Regions from separate parts of the Mus musculus genome. Here all the other regions are linked to region 2. Evidence: chromatin contacts called from public Hi-C data. All regions are on one chromosome and are shown on one strand. The core of a region is the stretch at or near the end of the contact, and the rest is flanking DNA. Distances in the headings are between cores, read along the strand shown.

The links. A called contact is a pair of places that touch in the nucleus more often than the background predicts.
Region 1: a contact with region 2 is called in a Hi-C map of CD4 T cells, with 4 times the contacts expected there. The contact joins the promoter of Gorab here to the promoter of Pogk in region 2. A contact is called at or near these places in 1 of 39 promoter capture datasets (liver) and 1 of 484 Hi-C or Micro-C datasets (CD4 T cells).
Region 3: a Hi-C map of B cells shows a contact between it and region 2, with 6 read pairs. The contact joins the promoter of Nuf2 here to the promoter of Pogk in region 2. A contact is called at or near these places in 1 of 39 promoter capture datasets (pre-B cells) and 1 of 484 Hi-C or Micro-C datasets (B cells).

Annotation. Positions count from the first base shown.
Region 1 is chr1:163,400,934-163,405,154 of GRCm38.p6, forward strand. Gorab (golgin, RAB6-interacting) reads right to left here and starts at 2,736. Exons shown (of 5, transcript NM_178883.6): 1 at 2,590-2,736. The coding sequence starts at 2,650. Gm24940 (a small nuclear RNA gene) reads left to right here and starts at 1,350; the gene lies at 1,350-1,469.
Region 2 is chr1:166,408,191-166,412,110 of GRCm38.p6, forward strand. It overlaps Pogk (pogo transposable element with KRAB domain), which reads right to left and starts at 1,638. Exons shown (of 6, transcript NM_175170.4): 1 at 1,517-1,638; 2 at 808-1,141; 3 at 209-342. The coding sequence starts at 826.
Region 3 is chr1:169,529,734-169,533,644 of GRCm38.p6, forward strand. Nuf2 (NUF2, NDC80 kinetochore complex component) reads right to left here and starts at 1,731. Exons shown (of 15, transcript NM_001355159.1): 1 at 1,589-1,731. Gm34624 (a long non-coding RNA gene) reads left to right here and starts at 1,844. Exons shown (of 3, transcript XR_373698.2): 1 at 1,844-2,364.

The DNA.
Region 1 (4,221 bases), core at 1,486-3,985, 3.0 Mb before region 2:
ACATATTTGTGTATATGTTTGGCATATATTTGTGTATATGTATGCCATACACTCTTCCAACCTGTACTACTGAAAATAATTCAGTTTAAGATGTCAATGACTGCAGCTGACATACTCCCTCCCTGTAACACCATTTCAGTAATATACAAATGTTTCCAGTTCCAAAAATTATATCACTTACTTTTATTAAAGTTATTTGCTAGTGAAAGCATTTAATTGCCAATGTTCTAATTCCAATCTTCTCTTCTTCCTACCAAAATGACTGTCATGTGACAGCATCAGAAGATTATATGGAATGACTGTATCAGCTTCACTGGCAACCCATGCTACACGTGACACTAGACTGAAACATAAACCTTCATTACTTTAAACAACTGGCTGTTTTAAAGGTTTTTTTATTGCTTCAATTAAAACTGCTTTTGCCTAATATATTAATTAGCGGTGCTTCTGTATAGACTTACCCCTCCCATCACACTCCCTTGCCTCTCTACCAATTCTGCTTCACTCCTTTGATATTCTTCAGCTACTCTCAAAATGCACCTGCTTTCCCTAATTTTGTTCATATATAAACTCTTTTAGACTATTATCTACTCAGCCACAACTTGCTTTTGCAAATATTCATGTAATTTATACAAATTCATTATTAATGAATGTGACTAGCGATTAATAGAGTCCCACCAATAGATCTAACACATATTATGTATCCTCTCATCTGCTAGCAAACAACTCGTTTGTCTCTAACTTTTGGATATTATAAACAAGGTGGCTAAGAACATTCTTGACTGCACATGCATTTATGCATTCGAGTGTCTCAAAAGCACCCTGTACTTATTTTGGCTGGCAACAGATCCCATCTTCCTAGATTATTTAACTGCATTCTTAACAGCTGCGAGGAGGACTCGATTTCTGCAGCTTTAAAAATGGGAAACCAAGGAGACTTGGTATTTTTGTTCTGATCACTGTGTTCCACTATGGCTACATAAAAACTGGAAGATACTTCTGTTCTTACAGATGTCATAGATGAGTGATTTTATACCCACAGTCTAGCGTTTCATGACCAAGTGACGGGCCTTAAAGTTTAGGTTCTCATCACCTTCTAACCAAATCCAAATTAAACAGTTAAAATATACTTTTTAGATAACAAACATATTGGAGTCCTACATTAAACCTTTGTCAAATCAAGCTAAAGCCAAGATTCAACCTCCATGAAATGTCCCCAGTGTCCATTAAATCCTCAGCGTGAACTTGCTCTATGGCTACCACCTTATTGTACTGTCTGTCTCATGAATCTACAAGGTCTCTAAGGGCAAAGATGTCCTGCTACTTTTGACATCTCTAAGGCAGACGTTGTGCTTCATGGCAGGTTAGCATTCCCCATGACAAGGACGGAAGAGGCCCCTGGACCAGACAACACACCTGATTCAAATACTGAGAACTGAGTCAGATCAGATCTAGGTGCCTGCATTTGTACATATAGGTATATGAATGGAGAATGAGTTACAGAAGGAAAGAACCTGAAAACAGCCAGCTGGACAGAATCAGTTGGAACACATCTGACATGATAATTCCATGACAGTACTAAGAAAGATCAGCCAGTCCAGTCTTCCCCACATTGACCCCATGTTAGTAATTTACTTCCTTCTGCACCTGTCAGTCCTAGATAATTCACATATCTAGGCTAAATATTCCAAGTACCCAAGACATATCCAGATATCTCACAAACTATAGACATGGAAGAATTTAATTTTATCCTTAAGGTACTTTTTAAAATGTTGCCAAGAGTGGCACAAAGTTCTCACAGAAGTGATGGGCATTTCCAAGCCTACCACAGACATTTTTGTGAAATTGCAATCACAGGTCAAGAGCATTTTACATCCTTTCCTACCAAGTACTGGAAAACTTAATAAATCAGAAGCAGCGTTATCGCAAGCCCATACAGTGATCTATAATTATTCCAGAAAGCCCCCCGCCCCATCCGGGGCAGCAGATTTCCACTGTCCCTGAAGGCAGAAGAGACAGACATGTAAGTGCACTGTGCATGTACACACAAATACACACACGCACTTCAAATCTAACCTCTCGAAAAGTCCTTTTAGTTTGCTGACTCCCAAGAACTGGAAAGAAATGCAAACTCATCTGGTAGCCAGAAGTAAAGGCAATGCGGATGGATCATAAATACCACTTCTTCTGCGTTGATTCACTCTCATGACACCTTTCCCAAATATCTGGTTTTATAAGTTCACAATTATGATGCTGTATATGCAGTATTAGTCTTCATTCACCCTGAACCCAAGTTTACAACCATTGGTTTGGGTTAAAAGCCTCCCTTAGGGGCCATTCAGGTGGTGGCTTCGCTTTCTCTTCCTAACCTCATTCCTTTTTACAGGAAAACATCAAATCATCAGAAAACAGATGCTAAAAGAGAAACCCCTGGGCCGTCCCTCTGGCCTCTGCAGCAAAGACACCTAGGGAATCCCACCACCCCTGTCCCCCAACTTGGAGTTCCAGCCCCCACGCCCCCTCGCCCACTAAGACGGCCTCCTGTCCTTCAGACTCGAGACTCCACACCCGCGCGCAAGTACACCTTACCTTTATTCTGCTTTAGTCTCCTCAGCTCTTCCTCAGAGAAGCCCGCCCAATCCTGAGCCATCCGCCTAGCCCTGGGCACCCAAAGAGTGCCCAAATCTCCGCGCGCAGACTGCCAACACAGCTCCACAGGCACATCCGGGTTCCTTCAGTGGCGCGGCGAACAGCCAATCAGCGTGCCGAACTGTGGCGCTAGGCCTCCCTCTGCATTCAGGGACCCGGTACCTGTGGGGCTGCCCCGAGCGATGCCTGAAAGCCTGACTCGGTGGACTACAAAAGCACGGCCTTCGCTTCCACTCACAGGCCTCTGCTACACGTTCCAGTTCTTCTTGCTTTATATCTTTGGGGGGAAGTGGGGGTTATGGGAATATGAGGAAGGGTTGAGGAAAACAGGTAGAGCGGCAGTGACAGAGGAGGCCTACAGGTCGGAACTGCCTGACTAGCTGGGCGGAGCCTGTATTGCCTGGGAGGTGGGCGGTACCGGAGCATCCTTGGCTTGTAGGTTCTAAGTCATGGAGAAACAGGGTGTAGGGTTGAGATTTAAGCATTGGCCAGTTCACTTCTAGACAATAACATCTAGCAGATTTCGATTTCTTGTTTCTATGATGAATGAGTCTAAGAACCTAATCCTTATGCCAAGATATTTTGCTGGTCTCCTCCTGCCTATAGAAGTCCCTCAACACACCACACTCAAGTCCTAAATGGTGATTTTTTTTTCTTTTGTCTAAAGCTATCTTCTTGAGCTTCCATTTCTCCGTTTTAAGCAGAGTTTAGAAAATTAGAAGATGCAAAGCTTGTCCATGTATGTGTAGGTCAGCGTTTTTTAAACCATTTCTTTTTTTCATTATTTTTACTAAAAACAACTGAAAACATTACATTGGCTACATTGAAAATTTTTTTAAAGAATATTAATTTTCGACTCGAGAGTCAATATTTTTAATCAAGTTGAAGTAAAGGAGTATACTGGAAAATAAAATATGACACCAGCAATTGAAATGAGCAGTTCAGTTATATAAGTATCAGAAAAAAGTTTGACATCTTTCTTGTAATCTTTGAACTTTGAAATGTAACAGGTTTTCCAAAATTCAAGGATGCCACACATGCTTATCTTAAAGATGAGTTTATTTTCAATATATTTGAAAGGCAAAATACCATCCAAAAGGATTAGTTTCGTTCAAGTTTTGAACATAGACTAAATGTGTAAACAGATATACATTAACTCCAGAATAGAATGTATTAGTCACAATCTGGTAGTGGATTCAGCTTGCCCTCTGCACACAATAACCATTTACTAGTGACTCAACAACAATTTTAAACCTACTTGTGTGCTTTCTGTTACATTTTATTTATACATTTTCTATAAGACAAGATTTATCACTAATCTTAATAGAGTCAGTAATTATGGTATTTTAAAAGGTTTTGCCTTGCTTGTGAATGCAAATCAAGGCACCAGCAAGAGATAATAAAAGCCAATAAAATACATCTGTATAAAATTATACTTTCCCCCTTGCAACATTCCAAATCTCCTATTTGTTGTTCTGTTGGCCCTTCCTCAAGGAGTTCACTTTTGTCAAATGCTGTAGGAGATACTGGTGGGAACTAAGCTCCAGAAGTCTTTGCTCTGTGGGAGTTCTT
Region 2 (3,920 bases), core at 388-2,887:
AAGTTTCTGAGACCTGTAATCAGCCTTGCTGCCGGAAGTCCTGTCCTCTAACCACCTCCTCCATTATTTGTCTTCTGAAGCCACCAGGCTGTTTTCTCAGGAATGTAAACACAGGAGACTGGGCTATTCTTACTTCCATGTCTGCTCCGGGAGGAAGACCCCCAAAGCAAGCCTGGCTCTCAGGCTGGACTGCTCACACTTTACTTACCCATGCGCCTTCTGAGCAGATTTGTACTTTCTGCATATCTATGGGGCCATCCTCCAACTCTTGGATCTCAACCTCTTCCTCCTTTTGCTCTTCTTTCAGGGTCAAATTCAGAGGGTAGGCCCGGGACTCCATTTCTGCATTCAAGAGTTAGCAGACAATCAGGTGTCAGTGGGAACTAGTCTGTGAGAGGGCGGCTCAGGCACACACACACACACACACACAAACCTGTTTAGGTCAAAGCACTGTCTGCTTCCAGCTGGAAGGAAGGGGTTCAGAAAGGTGGCTGGCTTATTTAATTATTACAGAGGCTGAGGGCAGATAATTTATCTGGCTAACTTCAAATATTTAAAGAGCCCCCTGTGGCACGGAGACCAGAGTAGTTTTCACAGAGCCTCTGTGCAGAAGGGCAGAACTTAGAACAGTGGGTAAATATCCCGGGAAGAGGTTTCAAACAGCTCAGTGATGGGCAGAAGTTCCCACTGCCAGGACTGTTTGAGCACGGAATCAGGACCAGAGGAGGGCGGTGCTGATTTGCTACCACATCAAAGTATCTCAGCCTAGATAGGAAATTTAAATAGTTAGCCCAAAATAGTTATCACCTGGGTTTTCCAGATTCATAGGCGCTGTCCACAAGCTACTTCAGAAACTTAACAGTTTTTCTGCCTCAAAGGACCTCCCAAAGCCAAGTCCATGATGCAGAGAGGGGCGTGCCTGGGTGGCAGAGGCCAACCCAAACCTGGCTGGACTTCTCCTCGCCTCTGGGTCGCAAATCCTCTCTATTCGAAGCCTCCTCAGGCTGGTACAAAGAGGTTCCCCAGAAGAGACTGCGGGCAGCTGCTGGGTATGCAGAGAGTGTGCATCTGTGAGCTCCATTTCCCGGGACTTCCCAAGCAAGGATCTTCCCGGAGTTCAGAGTCAGCTTCTTCAATGTTTCTGGGGTGGGTGGAGGCATGGGGAGGTAGGAACACTCGTGAGGTCACAGGAGTCCCGGGACCTGAACTTGGCCGCGGCCTGTGCCCAGCTGCGGGGCGGGTGGTGGGAGGGGCCGGCACGAAGGTGCTCGCCGCCGCCCTTGCCCGCTCCAGCCATCTTGTCCAACCCTCTCCCGCCACCCCCGCCCACCACTAAGGTCCTCGGTCCACCTGCGGGGCGGCGACAGCCCACGCCGCCTACCTCCCCGGCCGGCCCGCAACAAAGGCGGCGGCGGAGGCGACACTGCCACCGGCGGCCCCCGCCCCACCGTGGCCCAGCCTCCTCCGCCGGCCTCGAGGACGAGCCGCCCGGATCCCGCAGCCCGCGCGCACTCACCCCGGCCGAGCGGGCGGCGTCGCCGCAAAGGGCGACGAAGGCTGTGGCCCGGCATTCACCGCGCCATCGTCTCCACCGCTCCCGCCGCCCCAGCGCGGCCCCTCGGGAGGGAGCGAGGACACGTGGTGGGAGGGGAGGGGTGGGCGGAGCCCAGGGTGTTAGGGGCGGGCTAGGGGCGGTGACGTCAGCAGGTCTCGGCGGCGCTTCCGGCGACCTCGGTGCTTCGAGCCGCGTTAGCCCGGTGGCTGGCTCACTTGCGGCCGCCGAGGTGGGCATTTGCTCGGAGGAACACCGCAGCCTTTCCGCTCAGGCATCCAGAAATGCTCTGTGCGCGGAGGGGTGACCGGGCTCATCGTTCTTGTTCTGTCCAGAACGCTGATCCAAGCATACCAAGAAGCGAACTTGAAGATTTTTGTAGTATTGCCCTTTAACTCCCAAGCATGTAGTTTCCTGGGCGTAGTAGGTGTGAAGAAGTTTTTTCGAGTTGTTTGCCCACAGCTCTGTGGAGAATATAGCAACCATGTTCCAGGAGACCTCGAAAATCTTCTTATTTCAGAAAAAGATTCTACAGTCGGAGATCTGTTTGGACCTTGTTTAAACAAACACCACACACACACACACACACACACACACACACACACACACACACACACACACTTCATACTTATTGAAAATACTAAAAGATTGAGTTCAACTTGGGGGTTGGTGATTTATAGCCAAGGAGAGGAAGGGGTGTGGATGTCAAGAGTGTGGATAATTACTAAGAGGAATTATCAAAGATTGAGGGATTCTTGCTAAACCCACTAAACTGGATTCTGGTTGAAAGCAGACCAGGGTGATCAGATAACAAATGTGCTAAACTGACTTAGGATTCTTGCTTAAATAAGGCTGGGCAAGCAGAGGTGGGGGTGGGGAGCACGGCAGCAGAGGCAGCTCAGGAGAGGGTTCAAGAGCCTGTGGTTAAGAAAAGAATCGTTTTTAAAAATCAAAATATTATTTTAAGTAATATGTGCATGGGTATGTGCTTATGCCTGAAGGCTAGAGTCATGGGATACCACTGTGTTGGAGTTACAGGTAGCTGTGAGCTGCCTGATCGGGGTGCTGGAAACTAAGCTCTGATCCTCTTCAAGAGCAGTGCACTTAACACCCGAGCTGCCTTTACAGCCCCCAGGAGAAGCTGTTGTTAAACATTTTACTTTAAACTTATTGCTTCTGTTCACTAATGTGTGTGTAAGCACAAATGCCAAGGCATAGATGAGCTGTGCTTTTTAATACATATAGTACGACACAGAAGACTCACTCTTGAAATGTTGTTATGGCTGACAAGAGCAAAGAGCAATGATGGCTTAATCACTGCACAGAGATTATTGATATATTGAAAGAGAAGGTTAGGATTCCTTTGTTGTTTTAATGGATAGCTCTTTTGATGTATATATTTATTTATTTTTTTAAGAATCAGGAATGGTGGCTTAAATTAATTGATATTCTCATTTTTAACTTTGCTGAGGGAAATGGCAGTTTCCATTGCAAAAGTGAGAAGGTTGTCAGGAAGAGAGCAGAGGGTGCTGGGCCATTGTTGACACCTTCTCTCAAAGGTGAACATGTGTTCCGAAGTAAGAAAAAAAGCAATGCTAAGTTTTAGTCTTTGAGAGTCATACACACACACACACACACACACACACACACACGTATGTATATAAGAGGCTAGTCAGTGACCCATTTTGATCTTTAATTTTTTTTTCAGAAAGATTTATGTGGATGAGTGTTTGTTTGTGTGTATGTCATTGTTTGCCCTGGAGTGCTGTGATACAACACCATGACCAAAAACAACTTGGAGAGGAAAGGGTTTATTTCAGTTTAACAGTTGTAGTTCCTCATGAAGGTAAATCAGGGCAGGAGCTCAAGGCAGGAACCCAGAGGCAGGAACTGAAGCAGAGACCACAAAGAAGTGCTGCTTGCTGACTTGTTCCCTGTAGCTTGCTCAGCTTACTTTCTCATGTCACTCGGGACCACCTGCCAGGATGATACCACCCAGTAGGCTAGGCCCTCCCACATCAGTCATTAATCAAGAACAATCTGAAGAAGGCAATTCCTCAATTGACATTCTTTCCTCCCAGATAGGTCTAAGTTCATGTTTAATTGACAAAAGCCAACCAGCACCATGCATATAAGTACTTTATGTGCCCATGGAGGTCTGAAGATGGCATTGGATCTCCTGAAGCTGGAGGAACAGATGGTTGTGAATCTCCTTGTGGTTATATCAGTGCTGGGAGGTTATATCAGCATGGTTCTCAGAGACATGAAAGGCTTTCCAATAGACCACCCCACCCCACCAGGGTATGCTGTCCAGGGAGGCAGACCTTCCAGAGCCTGTAGTCAGTGACAGGTAAGATCCCAATAACCA
Region 3 (3,911 bases), core at 481-2,980, 3.1 Mb after region 2:
CTTCTCCTAAGTGTCCAATGTTGTGTTACACCTGCCTGAGAATTTCTGAGGATCAATTTCCCAACGTAAAGCTACCCAGAGGCTCACAACTGCACTTAGAAGTAATAATGCTCTCTTCTCAGAAGCAAATTGTGTTCATTTTAATAGTGCAATTTCAGTTCCAACTCCTGTGTGTGTGTGTGTGTGTGTGTGTGTTGCGTATACAGAGAAAGAGGCCATCTAACTATAAAGATACTATATACTTTATATACAGTAAAACAGCTCTCTGACATTTTAGTTCAAATAGGACAATTACCTCTAGGAGCTCCCATTTCTCCGTTATATGTAACACTTCAGTGCTAAGCACAACATAACTTACATTATATACAACTGGCTTTGCAATGCAAACTTAAGCAAGCAACTCCCAATTCTGAGGAACTAGATAAAGCATTCCTGGAAAATACGGGGAAGGCTTTGTGTTACACCCACGTAGATCCAGGTACATTCAGCTCCCTGACTTTTGGATTATGATATTTTCGCCTTTTGATAAATGGTTCTTGGTTTAATCCAGAGATGGTGGCGCAATGGAGATACATAAAAAATTGGCAAGCATTCAAACAAGTCACACTGACGCCATTCTTGTGGCTCATGCCCGTAAAGTCAGCACTTGAGAGATGGGAGGTGAGAGACTCCCAGGACTCATAGGAAGGGACCTTTGATGAAATGCCCGGCAGTAGGGAGAGGGAACTTATAGAGCCCACCTCCAGCAGAAAGACAGGACATCAAGTGAGGGATGGGGTTGCCATCCCACTGTCACACCTCTGACCCATAATTGTTTCTCTCTGAAAGAATTCCAGGGATGGAAATGGAGAGGAGCCTGTGAAAAAGAAGGTCCAGTGACAGGCCCAAAGTGGGATCCAGCTCAAGGGGCAGTCCCAAGGCCTGACACTACTACTGAGGCTATGAAGCGCTCACAAAAAGGGATCTAACATGACTGCCCTCCGAAAGACCCAACAAGCAGCTGAAAGAGTCAGATGCAGATATTTGCACCCAACCAATGGACAGAAGCAGCTGATCCCTGTTGTTGAATTAGGGATGGCTGAAAGAAGCTGAGGAGGACGATCCTGTAAGGGGACTAGCAATCTCAATTAATCTGGATCCCTGAGATCTCTCAAACACTGGACCACCAAACAGACAGCATACACCAGCAGATATGAGGCCCCCAACACACATAGAGGACTGCCGGGTCTGTGTTCATTCAGAGATGATACACCTAACCCTCAAGAGAGTGGAGGCCCCAGGGAGTTTAGAGATCAGGTGGGGTGGGGGCATCCATGTGGAGACAGGGTGGGGAGGGGAGGAGTTTGGGATGTGGATCAGTCGGAGGGTGGATGGGGAGGGGCGGGGAATGGAATATGAAGTGTAAAAAAATTGAATTACAAATAAAGTTAAATAAATAAATAAAAAAAGGCTAGTCTCAGGAATATAGGGGTTCGAGACCAACCTGGGATAGATGAGCCTGTCAAATCAACACACAAGTTAGTAAACCCAGATGCCCCGATCCTTGGCCTTGCACCCGGCCCTCCAACGCTCACCCGCTCAAACTCACCTGGAGGCCTAGCAGCTCACGGAAAAACAGTTAAAAACCGAGCGTCCAACCGAAAGCCGCTGACCGTTGTCATTTTTCAAACCGGCCGCCTTTTTTTGTGAGGCCGGCCCCTTTCCGCACAGCGCGCTTCCTTCGCGACGGATGCCGAGAAGGCTCAGAAGACCCACGGTGGGTGGGACTTGACGAGTTGCGCAGCGAGCCAGGCTCCAGATCAGCGGAATCATTCTTCAGGGTTATAGTTTCTAGCCGGAACCGCGATTCCGCCAGACCAGGAAGCGCAGCAGTTAGGGGGAGGAGTTCCGGGATGTGTTTACCGGGTTGTCCCAGACTGGAACTTTGCCTTCAGCGTACCTGATAGCGAGCAGGCAGACAGACGGTTTCTAGCCCCTTCTCTTAGGCTCAGAGAGTAACAGGCAATAGAGGATGTGTTGTTCCCAAATTAATCAAAGGCATTATAGAGAATCCAGGAGTAGTAGTAACAGTCTTACTGTTTGATAAGCATTGATGGGGTCAAATTTTGACCTCACTGGATATTTGTACACATCATTTCTCCTTAGGTCCATGAAAGCTTGAGGGCGGGGCAGCGAATGGATGGATAGACATTGTTAAGGACGTCCAATTTAAATCTTTAATTTACTCACTTTGAGGACTCAATATAGGATAATAAATCTAGAAGCATAAACGTACTGGAATATGATTCTACACTTGCCAAACATGAGCAAAACCACTAGTTCATCTCATCGGTGAGCCATTTCTGTGGCTTACTGACATTACAGGTAACAAAGAATATACAGAACTCTCTATTCACGGGTGTTTTAATATCCTTTGAGTACCTTTACTACTTGATTTTTTTAATAAATAGGTAAGATTTTAATTGTTATATTCTTGAGCCAATATTATAGAACATAGTTTCATATAAGTAGATGGAACATGGCTACACTGAAAATACAGTACAATTTAACATGGAGAATTCTGGCAACGTAGCTTTATATCCGGTTTATTCACTGGGCGGCGCTGCTGCATTGATTTTAACATTACTGAGAATTTCATTCCATTTCTTTCCAGTAATCAAAACTACAGAGATAAACATCGGACACAATGTTCTGGATTAAAAATTTTTTTTTTCTAAATTTATGGGCTTTAAAGTACATGTTTACAGTCCTGGCTTAAGAAGAAAAATAGCATTGAATTCAAGTAGTTGTCTGCATTTTATTTCTCTCTAATCATTCTTGTTAATCTGTTTGCCTCTTCAGTCACGTTCATCTTTAGGAAAGATTTTGGAAATTGAGCTATACATTTGAAATACTTTATGCAGTACTAGTCTGAAACTGTAAAATACCTAACATTCGCTGTTTGTGGTGAACTCTAAATAAATACAAGGAACCACAGACCTGGCATTGTGCTTTAACCCCTTAAAATACTTTCCTCAACGTGTACATGAAGTTATATTATTTTAATGTAGTTTATATAAACACCATTCTGAATCATCAGTCAAACATATTTAATATCATGAAAATACTTGCTCAGTGTTTTTATTAATTCAAATTTTATGTTCTAGTAAATTTCCAGTGTTGACTTTATGAGAGCCCGTGGTGTTAACAGTATTTCAAGGGAGCTGACAAGGATTTCTCAGAAAAATTTTAAAAGTAATGTACTCTTCAAACCATGGTTGTGCTTGCCTCTAATGTCAGTACTCCACAGGGAGAGGCAGGCAGATCTCTACGAGTTTGAGGCCAAGCCTGGTCTAGATAGTATTAGCCTGATCTTCATGGTGAGTTCCAAACCAGCCAGAGTTATATATAAGGAGACTCTGGAAACAAAAAAAGAATAAAACTTAATATATTCTATTTTTTGATAGAAAAGATATATAACTTCAATTTATTTGAATTTGTTACCATCTAAAAACATATTTTGAGTAAATAGACTTACATCACATTCTTCTTTCCCTTTTGTTCCCCAACTCCTCCAGGAGAGCCTCCCCCCATTCAAAACCTTCAATACCTTTCATTTGTTATCATATTCTTTAAAATTTATAAAATTTAAAAATGTTTTAAATTTTAACAAAATAATGAGCATTATCAAAGTTGTCTGATATAAAACAACAATCAATTGAACAGTCTTATGTAGATGTTTGTCTACAGCAATACTGAAAATACACGTGTTTTTCTCAATATAAATTTTAAGTAACTCCAAATATATTAACTGTATGATATTTAAAATAATATTTTAAATAATATATCACTTTTAGTTTTTTAAATGATCATAAATAGATGAAGTCTTTGTTTTTATTTAGTACAGCTGAAAATCTTGACTCTTACTGGGG